Linked DNA regions of Zea mays: regions 2, 3, 4 and 5 are each linked to region 1. Evidence: chromatin contacts called from public Hi-C data. All regions are on one chromosome and are shown on one strand. Each heading gives the region's core, a stretch centred on a gene start, on an enhancer-like site or on the middle of the called end of the contact. The rest is flanking DNA. Distances are from core to core; before and after follow the strand shown. Region 1 holds the start of LOC100272841 (putative ARM repeat-containing protein). Region 2 holds the start of LOC100383351. Region 3 holds the start of LOC100283583 (ATPP2-A13). Region 4 holds the start of LOC100274638. Region 5 holds the start of LOC103637216 (ethylene-responsive transcription factor ERF027).

Region 1 (2,700 bases), core at 3-2,502:
TTTTTAAATACCTGAAATCTTATATCTACTTGTCCATCGTTAGCTATTCTCATTTTTCTATATTTTCTACGTATAGTTAGTGAAATAGCTAGCCATTGTTACAGCTGGCGCCCGGAGCTATAGCTCACGTACCACGCGCCGGCCGCTCCTACGGTCGGTTACTGCTACTCCATTCTATGAGAGTCGTTTGAAAGCTAGTGCCGTGCGGACGCCGGCGCCGGCAGAGACGAGGGTTCCTAACTTTATTATTGTGCATTGCAAAAGGCCCAGGGTAATTCTTTGTTCTTATTTGGGTTGATTTGGTGACAAGGGAATTACGAGAGGATCGGAGGAGATTGAGAAGTAAATAAACTAATTTTTTCTTTAATTCCTTCCATCCTCCTGTAATCCCTAGTCATCAAATCAGTCCTAAACGAGTAACAATGTCCCCACTCTAAAGTAGGAGTAGATCACTCTGAGCTCTCGACTCCACCCGTCTCTCCCAACTCCCCAACCCCAAGCAAACGACGACTTGGCGTGTGATTGTTAGAAAATTCGAGACACTATTGCAGAGATCATGGCTTGCATGGTGGAGAAAGCACGGCCGAATGGCGAATGCGGCAGCCAGGAGCGGAGCAGGAAGAGCGGACGCTTGGCTTCGAAGCTCACCCTCCCAGCACATGGAGCGAAGCGCGATCGAGAACGAAGAGCGAAAAAAAGGGGATAAAAAAACAGAGCCATGTCCTGCGGTTACCTCTCTCACCGATGCCGGTCGTGTCGCCGCCCGCCACCCCTCCTCGCCCACCGCCACTTTCCGGCGGCCTCCACCTCCTCCTCCCGGCGCCGCTCGCCGCGACGCAGAGTCCAACCAGAGGTAGATTGGCTGCAATCAGGACGCGTGGACGCCGATCATCAATCAAACGACAACCATCCTGGGAACGCCGCTGCGCGCGTGGGCGTTGTTGCTCCTACTCGATCGCTGCATGATTGGGAGGAGGATCTGGGAATCATTTCATGAGCGCACTCACCGCGAGCACCACCGCCTCTTGTAGCCGCCCCCCGACAGAGTTCCTCCTCCTCTGGCGTCGCGTCGTGTAAGTCCCCAGCTAGCGAGTCGTTGAGGGATTTAAATTCCGGTGGACTTGGACAGGACACAGGAGTACAGGATCACAGGACGGCTGCTGCTTCGGAACGAGTTTTTGAATTCGAGGCGAAGCGAGCCGTCGGATCGAGGAGCGTGGGCCCCGTGGAACGGGCGCTGAGGACCGGAGCGTTTGAGGCGGCCTGCGAGGCGGTGCACGCACGACGCCACGTCGCATGAGATGATTTTGAAATGGTCGGGATGCCGGCTCGAAAGCCGCCAGCTTTCGCGGCCTGTTACTAGCTCAGCCTGCCCATTTTCTATGGGCCCATCCCGGCCCCGCATAAAGGGCACGCCAGGCCCAGACAGAAGAGTGAGTATGTTAGGCCGACTCGCTAGGCCCGCTAACCAATCGTCATTTCTATATTATTAAAGCGGAACGGAAACGGCTTCGATGCACCTATCCACGTCACTCTAAAAAAATGTGGTCGTCCGATCGTGGATCATCAGTTCATTTCTTCTCACCCGCGAGACTCTCGCGTGCACTCAAGGCCTCTGGAGACTTCTACCTCGTGCTCTCAGTTCTCATCCCTTGTGTTCTCTTCTGTTCACTACGCGTGCTCTCTCTCTCTCTCACGGCCTCACCCTCCCTGTATCCCACTCGGCGGCGATGGACGACAACCGATGTCTCCCTACACCTGGTGCCCAGGTATATCTGCCGACGACGAACACCTGTCAGGTATGCCCACCGATAACGAGCACCCCACCCCTATCTGTCGGCGACGAACACCTGCTAGGTACGCCCACCGATAACGAGCACCCCACCCGTAACTTAAGCTATTTGGTTATTTGCATTCAGATCTGGTCTAGTTACGAGTGTATGCGCATTTTTATGCGTGCTTGCTTCGATCTGCCCTTTACCGGTGCCGCCCGCCCCCTGGTCCATGGGTAAATTGAAATCGTCGTGAGGGAATTAAGGGCGTGGGCCTTGTAGATCTGGGTCGGCCCGCCGCTTGGATTGAGGCTGCACGCTAGACTGAGAGGATCGACGGAAGCGCGTTGCGATCTGCGGTGCCTCGTGGATCACGCTTGGATTCGACGAGGTTTGGCAGCTAGTTCCTTCGACAGGAGCATCTTCTCGTCCAGTTCGTGTGTTGAATCCGCTGTCGTAGCAATCTAGTAGGATTCACTCTGTAGCACGTCATTGGAAATGGCGGTGTGGCAGTCGACGGACTATTTTCTGCGGTTCTGCCACTGTATTTCAGAGTCCACAATGGTCGCTTTCAGTTTCAGTCCACTGGATGCATAAACCGTTTCCAGAATTCTGTTAAGGCCAGCTGTTGGAGTGCATCTCTTTGCACAATGAAAAGTAAGTCCATTTTGGTGTATGTGCGCTAGGTAGATAGCATGTGTGTGTGGCAGCGTGGGCTTCATATGCCAGTGATCCGGTCCGCAGTTTTCCTACAACCTTACCCAGAGAACGTGTGAGCTATGGCTGTTATTAGCTGCATGCCTCTTCAAACTATCTGTCGGTTCCATTGTCTGCTGGTGTAGCTTGACCCAGCACCAAAATTGCATCAGCACACTAGTCCCAGTGTGTCTGACCACTTTTCCGCTTTAGGAAACGTTAATAAGAATTA
Region 2 (2,700 bases), core at 102-2,601, 250 kb before region 1:
GCGCCTTGCGGCTGAGTAACACGCTAACAACATCGGCAGTGCCGTCATGAACCCCCATCTTCAACAGAGGACAACTATAAAGAGGCCCCCTGTATGCAGCACATGGTCGCCGTGCGTTTACCGCAGCTGACGGGTTCCCTTGGATGCTTCCTGCGTACTGTAGACTGATAGGCACAGCAGCCGGTCGAGAAGGTGCGCACGGCATCAATGAGCAGACCCGCGAGCGGTTGGCTAGGACTGCGCCTTTGGTTTGTGGAATCAATGCGGCGTGGGGGCTTGGCTTCCGTGAGCGTTTCATGGCTCAAATCCACTTGCATATACGAGTGCACACACACTACCTCAAGTATAGTGTATAGTGGCTAGCGGAACGAGAACGACCCACCCAACCGAATTAACGCCCAATTATTGGGGCATAACGCGCGGCAATGGCGGTGGTACGGTGTGTAACTGATCCATCAATCGCGATCGGTAATTATATAGATCATTACCTCGTGCTCGTCTCCGGCGGCGGCGGCGGCGGCGGCGGGCTGCGAAGGATGATGGTGCGCGCTCTCCTCGGTCGCCGACGAGAAGTCGGACTCGGACTCGGATTCGGACCGTGACCTCCTGCTGGTCCTCTCGGACGAGTTGTCGCTGGACTCCGACGACGACGACGTCTCCTGCTCCTCGGAGCTAGAGCCGCAGCAAGCGGGCGGGCCCGTCGTCGTCGTCGTCGTCGCCACCGCGGCGTCGGCGACCTCCTCCTCCTCCTCGTCGACGTCTCTCCGCCTCCAGAAGCCGCCGCCGCCCCTGCTGAGGCGGCGCGAGAGGCTCCTGGAGAGGTGGGACAGCTTGCCGGGGCGGCGGCGGCGCCGCAGGGAGGGCGACGACTCGAGGAGGTGCCGCATTGGCGCCGACTCGGCCAGGCGGCGCGGGTAGCAGCGGAAGCCCGCGGCGCTGCACGAGTCGCAGTCCAGCTCCAGGAGGTCCTTGAGCCTCAGCGGCGGCGGGCCAGCCATCGCCGGGTCTCTGTGTTTTTGTCACTCTCTCTCTCACTGTCACTGCACGCGTGTGTGTGTGTGTGCCAACTGTGCTAGGCACCGATCAGCGCTCGCGCGGCTGTGGTTTTTTAAGGGTCGGCACTCGGCACCGCCAGGGGAGGCGCGGCTGCTGGGCAGCTTCCGCCGCGGCGTCGTGGCTGGCCGTGCCCGTGCGGGCGGGCGTAAACAAGTGCGCGAGTTGAAGCTTGTCTTGATCCGGGAGCAGAGCAGGTGCTCGCTCGCTCGGGGCTGCGAATTGCGCGCGTGGGATGCGGGGGACGGAGGGTCAGCGGGGAGCGACCAGGGGAGACAGGGCGTGGCGCCGCGCGCCGTGGGTGAGTGTGAGTGTGAGAGCATTATTCGCGTGATGGCGCGGGTTAAATATGCGAAACGCACGGTGGGATGACGACGAAACCGGCAGTGTGTTCCGCGGTTCATCATCATTTCTTTCGTTTGTATTGCTGCCCCGAGCGCTACACGGGCGGGGGCGATGCTGCGCGCTCTGCCAATCCCTGCTGTGGCTGCTGCTCGTATGCCATACGCCGTGGCATCCACACCGTCCTGAGTGGCAAGTGGCAAATGGAAAAGGTTCTGTGCCTAACTGCATGCGTAGCGTAGGACCAGAATTCATGAATCCATGAGGGCTTGGATGGACCACCAGGCACTGCCGCATGGTGGCGGTGGCTGGTGGCTGCCTTGTACTCGACGAAACTGGACGCTGCCGGTTCGACTTTCGACGGTGGTGGTGGCACGCGCCGATGCACGCGCGCGGCAGCAAACAGCTCGCGGAGGAGTACTTGCTTGGCCCTAGCTAGTAGCTCACACACATCCTAAGTTACCAATGCATAAACGGCACGGCTTTCCGCTTGGTTCTGAGGAATCACGAAACCATCTGCTAAAAAAAAAGTGGAGGAGCGCTGGGGTCCATTCCATTCCATTCCATCCATGATTGCGTCAAGCTGTGCACTGGTCACGTACTAGCAGTGTACGTACTAGCTCCAGCTGCGATGGAAAAAGCCGGCCGCGGGGTCTGGTGGTCTGTGGGGCCTCGCAACGCCGCGCGCACTCTGACTGATTGAGAAGGCAGTGTGTGTGGTTTCTGTTTACGATGGATGGCGAGGATTACAGTAGTTTTTTTTTTACTACTCTAATCAACCATCTCGAACGAATCGCGTTTGACCGCAGGAACCTTCGGCGCGGTTTCCACGGCAGCGAGCTCTGGCGGTGTCGAGAGAATCGATTCGATTCCGCGCGACAGCCAGATTTCACTCCCGTAATAACCTACTAGCTCTAGCTACCGCTACAGGTCAAGCTCCAGCTGACTGCCTCGCGTGTACGGAGAATATCAATACGTACGTACGTACCGACGCGCGTTATTTTATGTCTCTAGATTCGAGTTCCAGCCAGCTGTGCCGGTTTTGATATATGATCTCGGCCTCTGCTCTTGTGTTTCAGCACTGCGCTTTGCTGCCGCTTGGTCCTCTCCTCTCGCTGATTATTATTACTATTAACCCGGGGCCGTCGACTTCGGACGTGTGCTCGATCGGTCTACTGTCTCCAGCCGGCAATTTTCAATCTCGAGCGCGCGCGTGTGTGCAGGTGATCGATCCATTGGCTCCGAGGTCGAGCGCAGAGGCACCAGGGGCCGGGGCGGGGAATAGGATTGTGGCGTGCATGCACG
Region 3 (2,700 bases), core at 30-2,529, 170 kb after region 1:
CAATTAATGCCAACAGACCATCTTTGTTTTCAGAAAACTGGCATAAATTGAACAGACAAATATTAGTAAATGTGATATCAAAGCCATATTCACCTCGATTCTGAAGTTGGCATGTGTTGCCAGTATCTTCTGTCATCAATCCCAGTAATCACCAGTGCTTTGGACGACAGTGCCATACAGATCATGCCTTTGTTCTTGTCCAACCAGAATTCCTACAGTTTGCAAACACATACGAGTTTTAGTCATGCTGTTCTTGTTCAACCGCCAAAAAAAGATATACGCGCTACTAGGGCCTAAAATGTAGCGACCTTCCTACACACGACAGCAGTTAAGATTTATTGAAGATAAAGATAGGAAGAACTATTTTCTGAACAACAATTTACCTGCCACTAATTTGAGTCTGCCCCAAAAAGAAGAACGCAATTTTCCAAAAGGAAAAGAAGTGACCTATTTCAATTGGAAGATAATACTGCCCCAATTGAGCTCCACAAAAATGTTCCAGGGGTCATAACTAGGAAGGACTCGGTCATGGGCAAACAGAATATGACGAATTCAAGGAAGGCGGCTTCGAATCCTCCTCTAGTAAACTAGAGAACCGCTCGTATAATTTTCCCGTAATAAAATTCACAGAAAGCCACAAAAAAAAAAGAGGAAGCAAAATATCTCACCTTCTTGCCGTCGCCAAAAGGCACAGGCCTGGCGAGCCTCGCGTAGATCTCCTTCTTCCCGGCCCGCCGCCGCCTCCGCTTCCCCTCGTCGCCGCTCCCCACGAACTCCATCAGATAGTTGTAGTTCTCCGGCAGCTTGGCTTCCCACACGAAGTCAGCCCCCGCGGCGCCGCGGAACGCGTGGTTGACCTGCGCGAGCCTGCAGATCTCCGGCGGGTCGAGCCGGAGCAGCACCTGGGCGGCGCAGAGCTCCGGCAGGTCGCCCAGGCCCACAGCAGCAGGCCCGGCCGCCGCGGCTCCGTCCATCCCGAGCAGGACCGAGACCCACGCCCCCATGACCCCGCGCCGCCTCCAGTCGCGACGATTTGTTCGACCCGGCTTTCGCAGACGACACCCGATCGAGGGACGAACCTCCGAAGGCCCCGTCCCCGGCCGGATCAAGCTTTTCCCGGCTACCTTCTGGGTGGCTCCACGGCCCGCAAGCCCCGATCCCCAGTCGCGGCTAGGCTACCGCGGATGGTGCTCCACGGAATGGCAAGATCTCCCCCCGGCGAAATCGCTGGACGCGCGTGTGGGTCGGCCGTCGGCGCCAGAGAGCCTCTAGCTTCGGGACGGGGGAATAGGAGGGGCAATTTAAAGAGGAAGGTGGGAGGCCGAAATAGACGAGTGGGGGTGGTTGATTGCATTGGATATTGCATTATCTTAGCCAGGACACTATCAGTACTCCTAGTAAATCACAGGAAGGCTCCTTTCTAGGGACCTGTGTGTGACTATGTGCACTGACACGGACCGGCGCGGAGGGTTTGTTCTGCAAAAGATAGTACGTAATTGTACAGTGATCATGTCATTAACGATAACAGATTGGGGTTAACCATCGGTGGGCCGCCGTCGGGAACAGCCGTATCCGTGAACGCGGTCCATGCACCGCGCGGCTGTCTGGCGCCTACGAGGCCACGCGTCAGCGGCTGGGTCCATGGGCCGCGACTCGTAGGGTACGCGACGGGGGCTGGTAGGACGCAGGAGTCGTAGGGAGCAGCTCATGACAGACTGGAAAGTCCGCGGCATATATCTGCAGCACTTGTCTTGTACTCAGAAAATACGGTGTAGTCCATATATCTGCACCTGCACTAGCTGTAAAAGGAGCTGTTAATAAAAAAAAAACTGCTCGTAAACTGAAGTATGGACAACAATCTTTGGGTGACTCTCCCTTTCAAATAAAAAAATCGTTGGGTGACTTGGGACACCTCATCCGGCTGCACGCCTGCACGTATATGCGCTCCATTTTGCGGTTGCAGGGAGGTCCGAGGGTTTCTCGAGAATTCTGACTGTATCTCGAACAGTTCTACGCCGACCATTTTCCGTGCACCTCCGATCCAGGTCGTTCCTGCCAGTGCCAAGCGTTCGGTGGGTTTTGCGTGCCACATGGTTGTACGTTCATCAGTGTTTATTAATCAGTAATAATATCAAGTGTGTACTCCTACGCAATTAGTACTATCTGTCTCTGTCTCCATATCGGCAGCTCTGGGCTTTGGCTCTGATTTTTCTTCTCCTCGTACTCTTGAAGAAACTCTATATACAAGCTTTTGCCATCCACATCAGAATGTTGGTCATTCTCTAGAACCATCTTAAGTTGAGTACAAGTAAACATAAAACTCTTGTCATCTAAAGAACACAAATTATGTGTAATAAATAAAAAATCTAAACATTTTCTTGTATCGTTGTTTAAACCTTGTAGTCAATAAGGAAACAGCTTGATCAATAATGGGTAAAATAATTATCCAAACTTTATAGCCAAAAAATTGTGCCTAAAAATTTGGGCCCCCAAAATTTAGAGGCCATGTGCGGTCGGTCCTCTTGCCTCGTGCAAGGGATGGCCCTAGGCATTTGCATTAAATTGGTTTTTTAAATATAAGTAAGGCCTAAGCACCGGGGACTGGAGGCCTATTTCTTTTTTCTAATCTCTACTACTACTTAAGTATCTACTGTAGGCGTGCACAGTGGTGCACGTTCTGCCACAGCGATGGCGCACCCG
Region 4 (2,700 bases), core at 111-2,610, 240 kb after region 1:
GCGTGCGTGGCCTACAGCGACAGGAGTACGGGGCATGGGTTGGCGCGCCCTTCGCCAGCCTGCCCGCTCCTGTCGCTCGTGCCCCCCGCGCGGCCGTTCGGAACTCGGAGAGCCGGGAGAATGGGTTACCGTGTCGTGGCCCTGTGAAGCGGGCGCCGGTCGGTGGCTGCCATAAAATTCCGAGGGCATGCGGAAGGCGGGCGCGGGTCCTGTATGCTATGCTCTCGGCGGCGCTCTGGATTTTCGATGGAACCTTCGGTGAGGTGCCGATGCCGTAGACTGGTGGTCTGGTCTGGACTCTGGAGACACATTGACACTCACTCGTAGTAATACGGTAGATCGAGTTCTTCTTCTTCTTCAAGTCACGGCTTAGTCAGCCAGCCCTCGTTTCGCAGCTCGTACGGCGAACCTTCGTTTCCTGCTTTTGTCGCATGACATTGGTGGTGCCTGAACCAGGACGCGGTAGCAAGGATGCATCCTAGCCAGGAAGACTACTTGGTTATTCTGGTCTGCAACGCTCTGACAGCGATAGGCCTAGCAGTACTACGCTACCTCGTTTTTGCAGCAAGCATAGCCTAGCGAATTTAGGTCACCGTAAGTATAATCTGGTGTCCTTGTAACGTTTGGTTCAACAATCAGTATGCCAGCCCAGGTCTTGGATTGGGATGCACGTCTTGGTATCCACACATGATAAGTTTTTTTTTGGGACCCTCCGAGCTAGTGGGCTTGGGGGTACACAATTCCCATGGGCCTTTGCATAAGCGTGGCCACGTCATAGCCCGGGCCGCACCTGTGCCATCTATGGGCTTGAGTGTACCTCCTCATCAGGCCTGCGTGCTCTGATCACTGCCCAATATCTAGTCAACTAGTCAACGCATGGCGCGGCAAAGTGGACCGGTTCCCCCCCCGCGAATCCCCAACTGGATCGTTTGTGTGAAGGAGAGGAGAGGACACGATCTCGTTCGGGCGGCATCTTTCGTTCGAAAGAACCAAAAAGCTACGTACTTTAATTTGGCAGATCTTCGCGACAACCTACCATTTCATCGTTCATAAGTATAAGATACTGCTACTGCATACCGTAAGTACATTTTGAAATATGGTTCATAATCCTATTTATATATATACAAAAAATAAAAAAGCATGTCAATTCTAAAAAAAAAACTGCTGCTTCCATCAGTCCTGAGCAACCATCAAGAGTATCGGCCTGGCCTGGCCTGGCTTCCACCAGGTTCCAGCCTCGTTGCAACCTACGTACGGGCCTACACACATACCACCATATAAAAATGAAAAAACTTTGGCCTCTTCGCACCAGAGTCCAGACTCCAGACTCCAGAGGCTTGGTCAAAGACGACTTGAATCAGTTCTCTCCCGTTTCCTCCGCCTCGCCCTCGTATCTTCCTCCCCTCCTCGATCGCCGCTCCGGCCATGGCGAACGACGGGTCGCAGAGCGCGCGCGGCGGCGGCGGCGGCAGGAGGTGCTGCTGCGGCGCCCTCACGCGCGTGGACCTCCTGGTCTTCCTCCTCGCCGCGGCGCTCTGCTCCGCGTCCTACTGCCTCGGGGTATGGCACAACAGCCGCGGCGCCGCGGACAGCCGGGTCCTGGCGCCGAGCGCCGGCGCCAACACCTACTGCGGGGACGACGCCCGCGAGCCGCTCGACTTCGAGACGCGCCACGCCGCCGAGGACGCCGGGCTCTCCGCGCCTACTACTACGGCGGCGGCGGCGGGGACGACGAGCACCCGGCGGGCGTTGCGCGGCGCCGCGGACGGCGGCGTCCGCGTCCGGCTCACGGGCGCCGTCGCCGTCCGAGCGTAGGTCCGCGCCATGTGCACGTGGCCTCGGCGCGCGTCGCTCCGGACGTCGGAGTTGGAGCCCCCCCACCCCACGCCGTGTTCCCGGCTCCGGCGCTCGATCCCAATGAAGTTCCGGGGTCGTCTGTTGCATTTGGTGGGGCGCGAGTTTACCGTCTAGTCCTTCTTGGCTGTTTTTCAGAGTTTTCGATCATTCCAGGGGATTTATGTGAACATTTCCTTTTCCGTGATACTGATATGATAGGGGACTCCGAGTGCTGGAGTTTACTCCAGAGCATCTATCTGATGCCGATACCGATGCCGAAGAGGAGGACTGTCTTCGGAATTTTCTCTTTGGTTTGATGCGTGCGTGTTGGCAGTGGCACTTGGCAGCCGGTAGCTTTGCACTTTAGTGGGCGACCAAATCAAAAGGACAAGGGAGCTGCAGGCCGGCACGACGGAGCAAGCCATGTCGTCAGCCAAGAAGACTTTTTGAGAGCCGAGTTGACATTTATCTTGTGGCTTGTATGGCCAAAAAAGAGGAACGATTGGGAACTGAGCAGCTACGCCCTGTTTGCTAATTCCGGGCGAATTTATCAGGTGGTATGGTACCTGTTGGGCGCTTCATCTTATCTGCATACCTAGTAAGCAAACGATCCCCTTCTCTTCTCGATCGCCAACTGCACCTGACAGGCGATGGCGAAGTAGTAGCCGGGGATCGCCTCCCTCCCCCTGGTCCCTTCCTGCACGAGTGCATTCGAGATTTTCCTGTCGCTGCTACTGGCCAGTGGCCACAGACCGAGGCCGTTTCGGACCAGACGAGCCCAGACTTTAGACGTTTCGCTAAGAGCAAGTATAATCGCTAGCTGTAAGCCTGTAAACCACCTAAATTGATATGGAAGAGTGAGGG
Region 5 (2,700 bases), core at 145-2,644, 200 kb before region 1:
CCATATACAACGGCAACTATAGCTACAGTATATACGTAGGAAACTCGTTATACGTGCGTATTCGTGTCGTGTCTGCATGCATTCCATGATTCATGCTACGTAACGTGCGTACAAGTGCATCGCAGAGCGTATACATGTTGGCCTACCGGCTACCACCAACACATCCCTCTGTCCACATCAGGTGTGTGATCGCCCACCACATGTACGCTCTCCAATGGGACGGCACGTGGCGCGCGTCCTCATCTTACATTACAGTATTACACCACCTGCCCCTGCCACTACTCGAAGTCGAAGCAGTAGTGTGATTCGCCAGCTAGCGCATCAGGAGTGATCCCACAGGCTGACACCTTCCTCGTCGCCGTCCAGCGCCGCCGCCGCAGGGGCAGGGCCCAGCACGGGCGGGGTCATCATCAACCCCTCCGCCATGCTCAGCATGAGCCGCGGCATCTCGAACAGGTCGTCCTCGTCCACGACGCCCTCCATAGAGCCCGCGCCGCCGCCGCCGTGGCACCTCTCGTACTCGTCGGCCCCGCTACTGTGACTGTGACCACGCACCTCGCGCCGGTCGCTCCTTCCGTGGAAGTGCCGGCTGTCGCCCAAGCCCACCGCGGCCGCGGCCGCTGCCGCCGCAGCCGCGGCCCGGACGTGTTCCGCGGACGCGGACGCGGGCGGCGGCCGCGCCGTCGCCGCGTCGGGGAAGTTGAGCGCCGCGCCGGCGCCCCGCAGCGCTAATGCGGCGGCGTCGTAGGCCGCGGCGGCCATCTCGGGCGTGGGGTACGTGCCGAGCCAGATCCTGCTGGGCTTGCGCAGCTCGCGGATCTCCGACACCCACTTGCCCGCCCGCAGCCGCACCCCTCGGTACACCGGGTGCCGCGTCTCCGCCCTCGCGCGCCGCCCGCCGCACGTCGTCGTCGTCGGCACGGTCCTCCGCTCCTGCTGCCTCTGCTCCATATATCGACCAGCACGTCGTCGTCGTCCCGATATGGATATGGAATTATGGATATGAATATGATCGATGCGCGCGCACTACATTGCATCAACCACACGCGCGGACGCGGCTAGAGCAACAGTACAACCACCGTACCGCTAGCTAGTACCATGTGAAAGACGGCAGAATCGAAGTAACAGCAGATTGTTGGCAGCGATGAGCGGCCGGATGATAAAACCCTACTAGCCAGAAGAAGAAGACGACGACGACAACGACGACGACGACTACGAGCCAAGTGTTATGTTGATTGGAGGATCTGAGGAAGGGAGGATTTAAAAACCCGAGGATTAGTAGCCGGGTGGAGAGTTGGTGAAAACATTCTCCAGACGATCGAACACGACGTGACGAGACGAGACGCGTTTCCTGCTCGCTCTCAACGCTCGCCTAGCTAGAGATTAGCTGTGAAGCACATGTGAGCCGCCCAGCCCAGGGCGCGCAACGACGCAAAAAAAAAGGAGTGGGGGCCTTCGCGGCAACCAGCAGGGGTGGCGCGATCTTGAGGCTCTTGCAAAGCCGCTTTTGGCTAGTGCGCGACGAGGTAAGCTGCGTACGACTCGTCCAGGTGGCCTCTCGTCGTCGTCCTGAGCTTCGCGGCTGACTCGACAGGTGCAGAGAGGGACAAGTGAAATGTCTGCTAGCTAGCTGGGGGTTTGACCCCTTCAATTCAAGGACAGTATAATCAGGGCTTCATTAACGTAAAGCGGGTAGATGATGATGATATGATTCGTTTGTCTTTTTCCTGTCACCTACCACCATATCCAGTGGTACCGGTACGTACTAGATTACGCGCGCGCGGGCGGTGCGTGCATGGCCAGATATTTCTGCGTGTACGATCGAATTGGTCACAAAAATCTGCAGGCCTGTGTAGTAGCTCTCCCTCCCTCCATACCAAGAGGTCGTCGTTGATGCCGCTTGAGCTGGACAGCACGTCTATCGATTTCACCTAGCTCTTCCGATCCAAACGCGGTAGCAGCCCAACGGTCACGTTTAAAGGCCCGAGAGTTCACTGTGACGTGACCAAACTACTCTGCGTGTTAATGCCTGTAATGAGAAAAAAAAACAAGATTACAATAGTTGTAAAATATATAGATTATATTCTATAATAATAGGAGAACTAGAAGAAATCGTAGTCCTTTTGTTACATGGGTTCTTACCCACCTCTCTCTAACCTTAGGTTATGGCTATAAGCTAGCAGATCGTGTATGGCCGTGTAAAACATTGTTTTTGTATTATAGATTTATATTATTCACAAAACGGAGTTTTGAAATAGGAGATGTAGATAAATAAGCTGTCGGATATAGAACAAAACTATATATACACGGGTGAGGATTTGAGTTTTTTTGGGGATGCAAATCGGAATGAGGGGTGTTGTTAGAAGATATTTTACATTATTTACATGATGATTAGCTAAGAAAATAAAGTTTTAGTTTTCATATTTAACAATTTACAGACTAAAATTGAACAAAATGGAGGGACTAAAAATTAGTTACTAGAAACCAAACACCCTCTTCTTCTATAGAATTTGCGGAGGATTAGCTCCCCTTATATACATGGGAGTTTTATATTGTAATCATCAATATTCATATAATAATAAAGAATAATCTTCCTACATATTGTGTCTATTTGTTCTTTTACTTTCATATACTATGTTTTATAATAAAACACGGAGAGAGAAAGATCATAACCATTTAATTTAGGTCTTATTTAGTTTG

What was found. Hi-C and Micro-C count contacts between places; a contact is called where the count stands out from the background.
Region 2: a Hi-C map of endosperm shows a contact between it and region 1, with 2.8 times the contacts expected there. The contact joins the promoter of LOC100383351 here to the promoter of LOC100272841 in region 1. A contact is called at or near these places in 4 of 25 Hi-C or Micro-C datasets (bundle sheath, ear, endosperm and 1 more).
Region 3: a Hi-C map of endosperm shows a contact between it and region 1, with 2.7 times the contacts expected there. The contact joins the promoter of LOC100283583 here to the promoter of LOC100272841 in region 1. A contact is called at or near these places in 5 of 25 Hi-C or Micro-C datasets (bundle sheath, ear, endosperm and 2 more).
Region 4: a Hi-C map of endosperm shows a contact between it and region 1, with 4 times the contacts expected there. The contact joins the promoter of LOC100274638 here to the promoter of LOC100272841 in region 1. A contact is called at or near these places in 3 of 25 Hi-C or Micro-C datasets (bundle sheath, ear and endosperm).
Region 5: a contact with region 1 is called in a Hi-C map of ear, with 4 times the contacts expected there. The contact joins the promoter of LOC103637216 here to the promoter of LOC100272841 in region 1. A contact is called at or near these places in 4 of 25 Hi-C or Micro-C datasets (ear, endosperm, leaf and 1 more).

Annotation. Positions count from the first base shown.
Region 1 is chr1:81,460,970-81,463,669 of Zm-B73-REFERENCE-NAM-5.0, reverse strand. LOC100272841 (putative ARM repeat-containing protein) reads right to left here and starts at 1,252. Exons shown (of 3, transcript NM_001147294.1): 1 at 1,008-1,252; 2 at 734-862.
Region 2 is chr1:81,711,566-81,714,265 of Zm-B73-REFERENCE-NAM-5.0, reverse strand. LOC100383351 reads right to left here and starts at 1,351. Exons shown (of 3, transcript NM_001176007.2): 1 at 489-1,351. The coding sequence starts at 998.
Region 3 is chr1:81,288,891-81,291,590 of Zm-B73-REFERENCE-NAM-5.0, reverse strand. It overlaps LOC100283583 (ATPP2-A13), which reads right to left and starts at 1,279. Exons shown (of 3, transcript NR_178222.1): 1 at 669-1,279; 2 at 1-212.
Region 4 is chr1:81,218,154-81,220,853 of Zm-B73-REFERENCE-NAM-5.0, reverse strand. It overlaps LOC100274638, which reads left to right and starts at 1,360. Exons shown (of 1, transcript NM_001371644.1): 1 at 1,360-2,041. The coding sequence starts at 1,426. The coding sequence ends at 1,815.
Region 5 is chr1:81,661,642-81,664,341 of Zm-B73-REFERENCE-NAM-5.0, reverse strand. It overlaps LOC103637216 (ethylene-responsive transcription factor ERF027), which reads right to left and starts at 1,394. Exons shown (of 1, transcript XM_008659461.3): 1 at 1-1,394. The coding sequence starts at 951. The coding sequence ends at 322.